4 separate regions of the Mus musculus genome follow, and regions 1, 2 and 3 are each linked to region 4. The links are chromatin contacts, called in public HiChIP or PLAC-seq and promoter capture Hi-C maps. All regions are on one chromosome and are shown on one strand. The core of a region is the stretch at or near the end of the contact, and the rest is flanking DNA. Distances in the headings are between cores, read along the strand shown.

What was found. Promoter capture Hi-C pulls out the DNA fragments that hold promoters and counts their contacts. HiChIP or PLAC-seq counts read pairs in DNA pulled down with a chosen protein or histone mark.
Region 1: an H3K4me3 HiChIP or PLAC-seq map of embryonic basal ganglia shows a contact between it and region 4, with 4 times the contacts expected there. The contact joins two enhancer-like sites. A contact is called at or near these places in 1 of 484 Hi-C or Micro-C datasets (embryonic fibroblasts), 1 of 115 datasets of contacts at active chromatin or transcription factors (embryonic basal ganglia) and 1 of 9 other capture datasets (embryonic stem cells).
Region 2: a contact with region 4 is called in an H3K4me3 HiChIP or PLAC-seq map of embryonic basal ganglia, with 4 times the contacts expected there. The contact joins two enhancer-like sites. A contact is called at or near these places in 1 of 115 datasets of contacts at active chromatin or transcription factors (embryonic basal ganglia) and 1 of 9 other capture datasets (embryonic tail).
Region 3: a contact with region 4 is called in a promoter capture Hi-C map of hippocampal neurons, with 4 times the contacts expected there. The contact joins the promoter of C130026L21Rik here to the enhancer-like site in region 4. A contact is called at or near these places in 3 of 39 promoter capture datasets (cranial neural crest, embryonic stem cells and hippocampal neurons), 1 of 484 Hi-C or Micro-C datasets (uterus), 2 of 115 datasets of contacts at active chromatin or transcription factors (embryonic basal ganglia and embryonic forebrain) and 1 of 9 other capture datasets (embryonic stem cells).

What each region holds. Positions count from the first base shown.
Region 1 is chr5:111,553,579-111,556,521 of GRCm38.p6, forward strand. No RefSeq gene overlaps it. Among named protein-coding and RNA genes, the nearest start is that of Gm36274, 7.0 kb to the right of the region's middle. Within about 2 kb of position 1,658, at least 79 of the 459 cell types and tissues checked have an H3K27ac peak or open chromatin away from gene starts, as enhancers often do. A contact at or near this core is called in embryonic basal ganglia, where this site is marked.
Region 2 is chr5:111,518,336-111,521,202 of GRCm38.p6, forward strand. No RefSeq gene overlaps it. Among named protein-coding and RNA genes, the nearest start is that of Gm36223, 10 kb to the left of the region's middle. Within about 2 kb of position 1,361, at least 50 of the 459 cell types and tissues checked have an H3K27ac peak or open chromatin away from gene starts, as enhancers often do. A contact at or near this core is called in embryonic basal ganglia, where this site is marked.
Region 3 is chr5:111,580,105-111,582,822 of GRCm38.p6, forward strand. C130026L21Rik (RIKEN cDNA C130026L21 gene) reads left to right here and starts at 1,457. Exons shown (of 4, transcript NR_015546.2): 1 at 1,457-1,766; 2 at 2,075-2,192; 3 at 2,317-2,406.
Region 4 is chr5:112,028,773-112,031,565 of GRCm38.p6, forward strand. No RefSeq gene overlaps it. Among named protein-coding and RNA genes, the nearest start is that of Gm36794, 84 kb to the left of the region's middle. Within about 2 kb of position 1,394, at least 20 of the 459 cell types and tissues checked have an H3K27ac peak or open chromatin away from gene starts, as enhancers often do. A contact at or near this core is called in embryonic basal ganglia, embryonic forebrain and hippocampal neurons, where this site is marked.

The sequences.
Region 1 (2,943 bases), core at 408-2,907, 470 kb before region 4:
CACAGGAAACACCTTTGCTGCTGCTGCTCAGGCTGGTCTCCACCACACAACCTCCGTGCCCAGAATAGCTGCTGGGCCCGGGCTGCTAGCTTGTGGTCTGAGCTTTCTTTGGCTCTGTAGGCTCCTGAGCTTGGAGAATGAAGGGGGCTTTGCACAGGAGAGGAAGTGGCCTGTTCTGTATGACCCTTCCTCCATCTGCAGACTGGGGTATGAGCAGGTTGCTTCCTCTTGGGGAGTTTCCAAGTTTCTAAGTACTCCTTTTTCTTGTTGCAGGAGGAGCACCCTTCTTAGGGTGCTTGGAGAATCTCCAAGGTAGGCTGTGTGTGTGGGGATCCGCAGGCTGATGCAAGGTGAGTGTGGGCACATACCAGCTGAGTCTTCAGCTCTAACAAACCTTTGGAACTTAAGTGCTCCCCAGCCCCCCCACACAGAACCTGTAAAAGGCAGAACGATGCTACCCTGGGATGGACACCAGAGGGCATCCAACCTCAGGAAAGCCAGTCTGCCCAGCTGCTGTGTGATCTTTGGCCGAATGCATACCCTCTCTGGGCTTTTTGGGAGATCTGGGCAAGATGCCAGCACGAATTCTTGCTCTGGGTTGATTCTGAGAGTCCATTGTTGTCTGGGTTGGTGAATTTATCTTGTGAAGATCCCGATTAAGAGTCTGTCCGCCTCAGTTCCTGTCTTTCTAGAGTTTTCTCAAGTGTTCACTGAGAGAATTGTTCACGATGCCGCACAGAATGAGCTGAGGTTCTGAGGGGACCCTTTGCTTAAACCGGGCCCTCAGGGCTCTCGGGTATGAACACTGTTTCCTGTCAGCTTGAGGGAAGTCCATGAGAAAAAGATAAAAGATGCTACGCTGGTGCAGGCCCTCAGCACTGCTGCCATCACCAGGGTAGAGCCTAGCTCCCCCTCCCCTCCCCCACCCCACGCCCTCCCTTCCGGTTTCTCTCCCTTCCTCCCTCATAGTCATCCTCTCCCTTGGTCAGTCCTTCATCAAGTTATTTGTTCACTCAACAAACACGGTTGGGAGTTTGCAGTTCCACTTCAAACAGAGAAGTCGGTCAACTAAGACGTGGCATGTCAGCCTAGTTTCAGTAGCTGTGCCACAGCAGCAGGCTCCATAAGCTCCCTTGTCCTCCTTGGACCCCATTTCCTCTAATAGCACAGGGAGATGGGGCTTGTGGGGCACGGGAAGGCTTGCTGCCTTGTAAGATGTTTTGGCTGTTATTTTGGTGGGGAGATCAGGCCTCGTGTGCAGAGATGGGGACTCTCTGGGTAGTCTCTGGAGCGGCCCCCTTGGCCCCTGTGAACGGGGAGCTGCAGGGGTGCAGACTCTGAGAAGCAATCCGTGAAATCTGGGCGCACGCGGAGCCACAGAGCAAGGGCTGGGTGGATGCAGAGGGGCCTTTGATGGGCTTTTGGGCTGCGTAATTAACTGTAACCGAAATATTATTTGATCTTTTATGTGGAAAATCAAATTGTGTTGTGTCAGACGGGCATAAATACACCACGGTTTGCGCTGCTGGGCCCTCCCCGCCGGCGGCCCCCCCGCCCCTCAGCCATGGAAACACAATTCTCGCCTTTTAAACTCGCCTTTGTCTGGCCCTGAAAGGCTACATTGTCCAGAGGAAGAGCGGGCAGGGTTGGGGCCCAGAATGGGGCTGCAGAGGGGTCCAGCCCCAGACAGGGCTGCTGGGGCTCAGCCTCTGTAGCGTCTCTCCCTGGTCTGGGCAACCTTGGGCAAAGAGCCTCATTTTTTCCCCCTGGGTCCTGAGGCCCGAGCCGCCCCCCCAGCCCCCCCAGCCCCCCCCCCCCCCCGTCCTCCTTGCAGAAAGCCATTATGGGGGCAGCCCCAGCTCTGAAAGCAGTTTGACATGCTGGCTGCTACTTTTACACACGTGATGAAGCTCAGCAGGTGACCTGGGTATTGTAGGTCACTCCTCCCTGGAAGCTAGGGAAGGAGAGGAAGGTAGGGGAAAAGGGAGGAGAGGGAGGAGGGGGTACAGCCTAGGATCTGGAACAAGGGTGGGCTCAAGTTACATCAGGGTTACTTAGCAGCTTGATGGCCTCTCTGGGCCTCAGTTTCCCCATATGTAGGGTGAAGGCATCCTCTAACACACAGTAATCTTGCTTCTTCAGCCTTCATAGGGCTGTACCTTGCCTGGGTTTTAGTGAAACATTTGCAGTGCTGGAGATGGATGCAGAGACCTCAGCCTGGTGAAACAGGCACTGTGTCCTGTTCTAGTCCTGTGGGGACCTTGCTGGCTCGGCAGAACTTACTTTTCTAGAGATTTCTGGCCCCTCCTCTGTTTTCTCCTGTGTCCTGTCTCAGCAGCTCTATATTCCCTGTGAGGAGCCCAGTAAGCTCTCAGATGTAGCTTCTCAGAGGCTGGAACAGCACCAGGCACAGAATGCGCAGCCTGGAGTTGGAGCCGCATTTGCACCCAGAGCAGTCTGGCTCCAAGACCCAGGTTCTTCTTCAACCCCAAGACAGAGGTCTCATTCCTCCCCCCACCCCACCCACTACAGGAAAAACTGGGACCAGGCTGGAGGAATCTGAGATGGCCTAGTGAAAACACCGTGAGTTGGAGCCAGGCCAAACCAAACATCCTGGAATTAAAAAAATAAACATGGGAGAAAGAGAGCGAGAGCAAGCGAGAGCGAGTGAGCGAGAGAGAGAAAGAGAGAGAGAGAGAGAGAGAGAGAGAGACTGGGGAGGGAGGGAGAGGGTGATTGTCTGAACCTGTAACTCTGACTTCAGTAGTAGAGGGGCCTTCTCTCTGTTGGGGGTGCTAGGCTTACAGATCTCAAAGAGACCAGAGACCGTACTTCAGGAAAAAATGGAGGCGTGGGGGGGCACCTTAGGAAACTGAGCCTAGCTCACACCCATCTCCAAAAGCTCAGCACTAACTAGTACTAGCTGGATATGGTGGGGTGGGA
Region 2 (2,867 bases), core at 111-2,610, 510 kb before region 4:
GGATTATCTCAATTACATTAACTGAGGTGGGAAGATCTACTCGCTGTGGGTGCCACCTTTGCCTGATTGGAGTCCTGGACTACAGGAATGGAGAGAGGGAGTTGAGCAGCAATATTCCTCTCTGTGTATTTGGACTGTGGATGTCATGTGACCAACCAGCCTCCTGTTCCAGCCACCAGGCCTTCCTTGCGACAATACACTGTATCCCTCTGGACCTGTGAGTTGAAATACATCCTTTCTCTTTTACGTTGCCTTTGTCAAGTATTTTATCTCACTAAGGAGAAAGTATCCATGCTTTCCTGTGAGCCTCCGGGCATCTCACTGATGATCTTGGCTCACTGACAGAAAAGGCCAGCTTACACACTTAGGCATTTATGCTCTTTGTGTAGGGTGCTGAGGAAGCCTGTGCTCCTCTTTGTCTCCGCTGAGCTACTAGCAGAGAGGTCCTTGGGATTGGGATTGCCAGACCCATTTTCAAGTCAAGAGCCTGGGACAAACCCTGGGAGTTCAGCCTTGTGGGCAGTATTGTCCTGGCCTGGCAGTCCTGGGTTCTATCAGAAAGTAGGATAAGCAAGCCATGAGGAGCAAGTCAGTAAGCAGCACCCTTCCATGGCCTCTGCATCAGCTCCTGCCTCCAGGTTCCTGCTGTTATTGCTTTTGGGGATGAACAGTGATGTGGAAGCCTAAGCCAAATAAACCTTGGCTCCCCATGTTGCTTTGGCCATGGTGTTTGATCATCCGAGCATCTCTGCACCCATGCATCCAGCCATCCTTCAAGCTCTTTTCCTTATTTATTTTTCTCTTTCATCCCCTTACCCATCCTCCACCCAGCCAGGCCCTGCTGAGAGGGCCCTTGGAGCCTGACTCCCCCCACCCCTGCCCCAGTACTCTGCACACACATCATCCAGAGCACATCAAAGCTGCCTTGGATTCTCAGCCTGGGCAGGAGGAGGCTCCTCTGTATATTTGCTGTCTATAGCACCTGCTCTGAGTGTCCCTCATGGTCCACCATTTCACTAAGCACCATCTCAGACTTCTCTCTGCATTTCATAAAACACCCAACCAGCAGCATGTTGGCACAACGAGGCAATAAACAGAAAATTCGATTTATTTACCCAGATAGGAAGGAGGAAGCCCTACAGCTGCCCAGATCCTTCGTACTGTAAAGGACCAGCATTCAGAGAGGCTGTCCCTAGGGAGGTTATCTGCAGAGGCCAAGTACCAAGAAGAGGCCCCACGGAGGGGCTGGCAGAACTTGACAGCCTCCCACCGCCTTCTTCCACTTTATTCTGCAGCCCCATGCAAATCACCAGGAGTCTCATTTGCATATGCACCAGCTCATTTCCATATCCCCAGCTCTGGGTGGCAGGGCCCTGGGACTAGCTGACAGCCGCCCCTTTTGTTTGCTCCTGCCATCCAGGGAATTGCTTCTCTGTCCTTCCAATTGCGGCTGGGGGAGAGAAAGAAAGAAAGAAAGCCAGAGAAAGCAGAGCAAAAGGAGGACACCCTCAGGACAAAGCGACAGTCACCATCTGGGCAGGAAGGGAGGAAACACCACTGTCTGGAGTTGGACACTAGGGAAGCTAGTGACAGAGGGCCGGGCCGGCTGCAGAGGGATCCCAGAAGTGTCAGCACTGGCTGCAGGCCCAGCCTTGTCACACACTTGGCTCTGGGATCTCTGCAGGTGACTGAGATGTGTGCCTCTGTTTCCCCCTCTGGGACATGGCTATTTCTCAGTAGCATCCTGAGCTTGTGGGGAGCTTAAGGGTGTGGATGCTGCAGGCCCATTGGTGGCCCTCACCTCTTGCTCCCTTCTTGTGTCTGTTGGGGCCCCTGGTGGGGGTGACACAGCTGTCAAATATAAGCAGAAGGCTTGCCTGCCATTCCCTCCTTTGTGAGATCAGCTTGTATCCATCTAACCTCTGTCTCTGGGCCTCAGTTTTCCCAGGGTGGTAGACTCTACCACCAGAAGCTGGTTCCATTTGCTCTGGTCTGATTTCACTGTATGGAATGAGTCTAGCACCTGGCCCAGCCCTGATGTCCTTTGTGCCTTGCATCTATGCCCATTTTACAGATGAGGACATGGAGGCCCAAGGACAGTCTTCGGCCCATGCTTTGTTGTCCTCTCCTTCCACACTACTGCTCACTGAGGAGCCCCTGGCACCATTCCTGTTCCAGCAGACCTTCTGTAAGCAAGATTGTTGAGGTCACTTGGGGTGGTCACATTAAAACCTGCACCCTGTTTCTGACTACATGACTCTCTTTGGTCTCTGTTCTGATCCACTCAGAATTCTATCTTGGCTCTTCAGTACACACCAAAACTCTTTCCTCTTCTAGGTTCTAGATGACAGCATGGTACAAGAAGTATGTGTGTGTGTGTTCATATGCATGTATGTGTATATGTGTTTCTGTATGTATATATGTGTATGCATGAGTGCATGTGTATGTGTGTGCATGAGTGTATGTTTGAGTATATATGTGTATATGTGTGTATGTATATATGTGTATGTGTGTGCATGAGTGCATGTGTATGTATGTGTAACTATGTATGTGTGAGTGTATGTGCATGTATGTCTGTGTATATGTGTGTGTATGTATATATGTATATGTGTGTGCATGAGTGTATGTGCATGTATGTTTAAGTATATATTTGTGTGAGTATATACATATATGTATGCATATGTGTGTGCATGAGTGTGTACTATAAGTGTGAGTGTGTGTTTGTATATATATATGTGTGTAAGTATATGTGTGTGAATGTATATATGTATATATTTGTGTGTATATATGTTGGTATGTATAAATGTTTGTATGTATATATGTATATGTATGTACATAAGTGTATGTGTATACATGGGTTAGTATGT
Region 3 (2,718 bases), core at 207-2,706, 450 kb before region 4:
GTTGCATCCATTCCTCTCTTGCCACTCTCCTCTAGGCCTCCCTCCTGAAGACCCCCTGCCTCACCTGTGTGTCCCGTGAGTCTGCTTTCAGACAGTGTTCTCTGTCTCCCGCAGTGTCCTTGAGCTGCAATAACCCATCTAGGCAGAGTACCCTCAACCCTAAAGGAAGAGCACCGCCCACGCAAAGTGCAGGGCAGCGCAGGGGTGTGGGCACCACGCTGCTGAGGCTTACACTGTACTTTGGTTTAGTTCTAACAGAGACTTTTCCCTGTGCACCATCCTTCCTGCTGTTACATACATGCACACACTTTAAACATTTGCGTACATGTATGTATGTATGTATGTATGTATGTATGTATATGAGTGTGATGTGTGTGTTCACGTGTGTAAGTGTGCTGTGGCATAGGTGTGGAGATCAGTGGACAACCTCAGGTCTCAATCCTCACCCTCAACCTTATTTTAACAGGTCCTCTTATGTGCTGTGTGTACTCTAGCTAGCTGGCCATAGAACTTCCAGGGACCCTCCTGTCTCTGCCTCCCATCACTGGGCAAGATCCCTGGGCTGGCAAATCCTTGTTCTTGCGTTGGGTCCTGCCTGGGTTCTGGGCATCCATTCTGCCTTCTCATGCTTGCAAGAAAAAAAAAAATCTATGTGACCACTGAGCTCTCCAGCCCCATTCCACTGACAAACGGCAGCTGTAACTTGTCAGATGTCAATCATAGGGAGGCTCTGGGCGATGGAACCCAGGGTTTTATGAGTGTCACATGGTGCTCTGCCACCAGGCTAGCCCAGCCCAGTGTGTTTTCACACACAGGTGGTCCTCCATAGTCCTGTCAGTCTGAGAGGAGCATCTTTTCAGCCTCTAACCACTTCCCTGCTGCCGAGAGGTCCCGGCCCAACAGTGGTCTGGACCACACATAGCTGTGGCCTAAGAACTGAACCAGGAGGAGCTCATTTTGCGACCTGTGCCTCAGTTTCCTGATCTGACAGTGAAGCTCCCGTGTCTCCCTTAGGCAGCAGCTGCAGAGTAACCCCGCATGTGGGTTGCAGCGGCTGCTTAGCCAAGAAGGTGCCGCCAGCATCAGGCTGCAAAGTTCCCGTGAACCCAGGGCTGTGGTGCAACTGTCAGCTAGGCCCAAGCCCCCAGCCCCGGAGACCCCGGAGCCAGGCTGCATCTCGGGGAAATGAGGCCCGGTGGCCCCTGACCCCAGCCTGCAAGAGGCTAACCCCCTCCCTGGCCCCTCGGCTGTGAGGCTGCCCGCCCGGACCATTCATGGGTTTGTATTATAAGATGACTGCCGTCGCCATGGCAACATGAAAGGAGCCGATCTCATTACTGAGGCCCGGACACATTATTTTCTCCAAGGAATTTCTTCTTTTCATTATTTCCCTCCAAAGGTCAGCTGTCCTCTCAGGCGGGGCGGGGGCTGCGGGGGTGTCCACGAAAGGTGAGCCGATTCGGGGCCCAATTCCCCGGGTGGAATTTACAAGCGTTTTGCCTTCTCCTCCTGATCTAACACCAGCTTAGAGAATTTCTTCAAACCAGCCTTTCTCTTTAACCCCTGCGGCTCCGGCAGACAGCAGCCCAGCCATCCTTGCTAAGTTCCTGAGATTCCCTCCAGGGTCTGGGCTTTTCTCCAGCACGTGGCTCCCTGCTACCATCCGAGAAGTCCCTGATGCTGAGGTCTCTGCTGACTTGCCCCGAAGGATTGCCGACACACGGACATTTATGTCTTCCCCACAGGGAAAAACACCCCATTAGAAGGTAACACTAATGCGGGGGCGGGGGTGGTGGTGGCGGGGAGTCCATATCCTCGCTTGGAATGCAGAGTGTGCTGCAATTCAGAGACTGATAGACCTGCTAACATCCCTATCAGGCTGTGTGCCCTTGGGCAAGTAGCTCCCTGTTTCTGGGCACACTTTGCTCATCTGTGAAGCAACTCTATGTTGGTGTGTACCCAGGGAATGAGCAGAAATCATGAGCAGAGTCTGGCTGGCACCCAGGAACAGTAAATACCAAGGATTGATGATCGTATTTTGGTGTGTTTCTATCCATTTCTCTCTGTGTGTCAGCTGTCTGTAACTGTGAAACAAACAGCCCCGAGACTTGAGACTCGTTACCGGGAAGCAGCGATAACTCGGTATTAGCTCGTGCAGTTTCTGTGGGTGGAGGCCTCTGCATCCGTCTCTGGTGGGTCCTGAAGTGGCTGCAGCTACCCAGAAGAGGGAGGCAGAGGCTGGGATGGTTCTTCTGATATCTGGCCTCACAAGTCAACCGTATCTTGTGTCTATCTGCCTTACTCTGTGTCCAATAGGCAGAAATTTGGTTCCCCCATAGGATCTTCAGGGAGCTGCAGTGACACCAGAGGAGGGCTACTGGAAATGGCACCAGGACATCATATTCGGTAAGACAGGATCAGGGTGGACACCCATTCTACAGAGGGAAAACTGAGGCTCTGGACAAAAAACAGTGGCTTGCCCCACTGGCTTCCCACAGGCTCTAGATTCTTCCTTCTGTCTCAGTTTCTCATGGGGCCAGTCATTCAGCTCACCAGATTCTCTATCTGGGACACTGGAGGATTGTCTGCCCCTGTGTGGTGGGTACTCAGAGCTGGGGGAGCTCCCAGCCTCTCCATGGGAATTCTGGCACGTGCAGCGAAGATGATGATGTGTAGCTGTGATGTTGATGATGTGTGTTTGTTGACAGTTGGACGATT
Region 4 (2,793 bases), core at 144-2,643:
TCCTCTTCCTTTCTCCCTGAGTTCTTCTTCTGGTCCTCTCTCTCTTCCTGTCCCCGCTTCCGAGTTCTTCCTCTGTGCCTTCCTACTTCCTTCCCAGTAACTTGAGGACTTCGTACAGACACATGGGCTGCAGTGTGAGCAGCTGATATATGAAGACACCATGAACACAGAAGAGCCGGGTGTCCACATGTACAGGATGGGGCTAGACCCACCCCTACTTCTCACTGGCTCAAGTCAGTCCTGAGACAGAAAAACAGCTAGAAAAAATTATCAGGATGGGGGTGCAGACCATGGGGCAGGGGGTGGGGAATATGACGTCAGGCACCCGCAGTAAGTGGGAAATTATGCTAAGAATTGTCTGCATGGCGACACAGTCGCAATGGGAGAAACGGGCCTCAGCATTGCAGAGATTGCTGATTGGCTCGCCTCTGCCTTCTCAGATCCCCAGGACTCAACGGAGTCAAGAACTAAGCAGCTCTGTGGCAAGCCCATGGCCCCAGCCCTAAAAACCTCACCACCACTTTATTCTTAGCAAACCCACCAGTTTCCAAGTTCCCATATCAGGTAGGAGCCAACTGTGCTGTCTCAGGTGACTTGTGCAACTACTTTGAACCTTGACTTTCTCTCTTGGAGCTATTAGGAATTCCTGTGAGGTTCATGGCAAGGAAGCTGCCCTGCCACTGTGCAGGTCCTACCTGTAAGAGCCTTCATTATCATCAGCCTGTCCTGTGACCACTGACCTGAGTCCCTGACTCTCTTCTCCAAAAGACCAAGAAATGTCTATTAACAGAAGGCAGGAAAACAGGCAGGCACAGATAAAGAAGTAAATTGGATCCCTCCCTACAAGCCATGTGACAATATCAGCAAGGCACAAACAATACTCAGCCTAGCAGGCATGCCTCTATCCCAGAAGCCTCTGGGCCACGAGCCTGAGACAGGCAAAGCCACATAGCATCATCCAACATCACCTGCTTTGCCAAACAGGGCACCAGGGTCTGGAGGCAGGAGACAACTCAAATGGGAAGAAGCAGAGACAGGATTTGAACTACAATCTCTCTATAGATTTTACCCGATGCCTCTTGTGCAGAAACCAGCTGTACATACCAGCTATAGTAGGTGCTTAGGAAACCTGCCCTCTCCACACCCCTCCTTCTGCTCTTTCCCCATCTTTCAGCACAGGGACTAGCAGATCTTCCCACGAATCCAGAAGAGACTGCTAAAATATCACTAACCCCCATCCGTCTCTCAGGGCCTGCCTGTATCCTCGAGTCCCTGATACATCTCCTGCCTTCCCTGAAAGGCTTGGGAATCCAGGAAAAGCAGGGACCACTCCTGGCAACGGGCCTCCTGCCCGTCCCGTGGTTGCCATGGCAACAGTGCCAGCATCCATCTTCTTCAAGTCCCTCTTCCCGGCTCTGCATCCCTCCCTCTCCTGTCACGTCAGATGAAGGACAGGGGCTGAGACCTAGCCACGGAACTGCGGAGGAGCAGAAGGAGAGGACGGCTATAGACAGAGCCATGTCAGGCTCAGACAGGGCTGGAGGAGGTTCTGGGTCCCCACCAGTCTGGGAAACTTCATTCCTTTCAGTGTCTTCTTGGACACACAATGCACATCAAACACTGTGCTGAGGGTTTTTGCATCCACTGCCCTACTTCAAATTCAGCATAAATGGAGGGTCTTCCTATGGGAGGCTTGCTTTTCTCTTCTTCCTTCAGCCCACTCTAGCTGGCCAGGCCCACACTACACCTCTTGCATCTCAACAAATCTTACACTGTTTGAAAAACTGTCCTCCCCCAAGCACTCCCCTTCTCTGTTTTTTGTTTTGCTTTCTTTTGTTCTTGTTTTTCAAGACAAGAAAGACCTCACAATACAGCTCTGGCTGGCCTTGAACTTGGAGATCTGTCTACCTCTGCTTCCCAAAAGCTAGGATTAAAGGTGTAGCCACCACCACTGACCTAGATTTGTTTACTTTTAATTGTCTCTGTGTGAGTCAGTGCACATGTAGACATGAGCACAGATCTCCCGGAAGAGGGCATCAGATCCCTTGGAGCTGGAGTTACAGGCAGTTGTGAGCCACCTAATATGGGGAGGGAGAGAGTTGGGAGTTGAACCCAGATCCCCTGCAAGAGCAGGGAGCATTCCTCACTGCTGAGCTGTCTGCAGAAATGGCCCCACCTGTCTAACTGCAAATCCCAAGTCTTCCAGTGGCACCAGGAGGCTTCTAAGATTGATCTGATGCAAAGAAATGAGGTTGTGCCGGGCAGTGGTAGCACACACTTTTAATCCCAGCACTTGGGAGGCAGAGGCAGGTGGGTTTCTGAGTTGGAGGCCAGCCTGGTCTACAGAGTGAGTTTCAGAACAGCCAGGACTACACAGAGAAACCCTGTCTTGGGAAAACAAACAAACAAACAAACAAACAAACATTTAAAAAGGAATGTAGGTTGTGCATAACAGTGTGATTGTGAAGTTGAGAGGTATATGCAAGGGCGGAGGCTTCATACTATCAAGGAACAGACAGCTTGGTCTGTGGCCTCTGGGTGCCCCTTAACCTCTGTTAACAGGTCAAGAATGCAGGCACGGACCCAGGAGGACCAACCACACTGATGGTAACTTCCCAAGGAGACGTGAGCCTGCCACACCAGGAAGCTCCCAACTGGCAGGACATTTACAGATCACCTTTTCAACCCACCCCACAGATTGGAAAACAAAACCCAGATCAGGGCAGGAACAAGTCCCAGGTGATGTGATGAAGCATGAGGCAGGACTTGAACCTTAGTAGTGCAGAGCCGTCA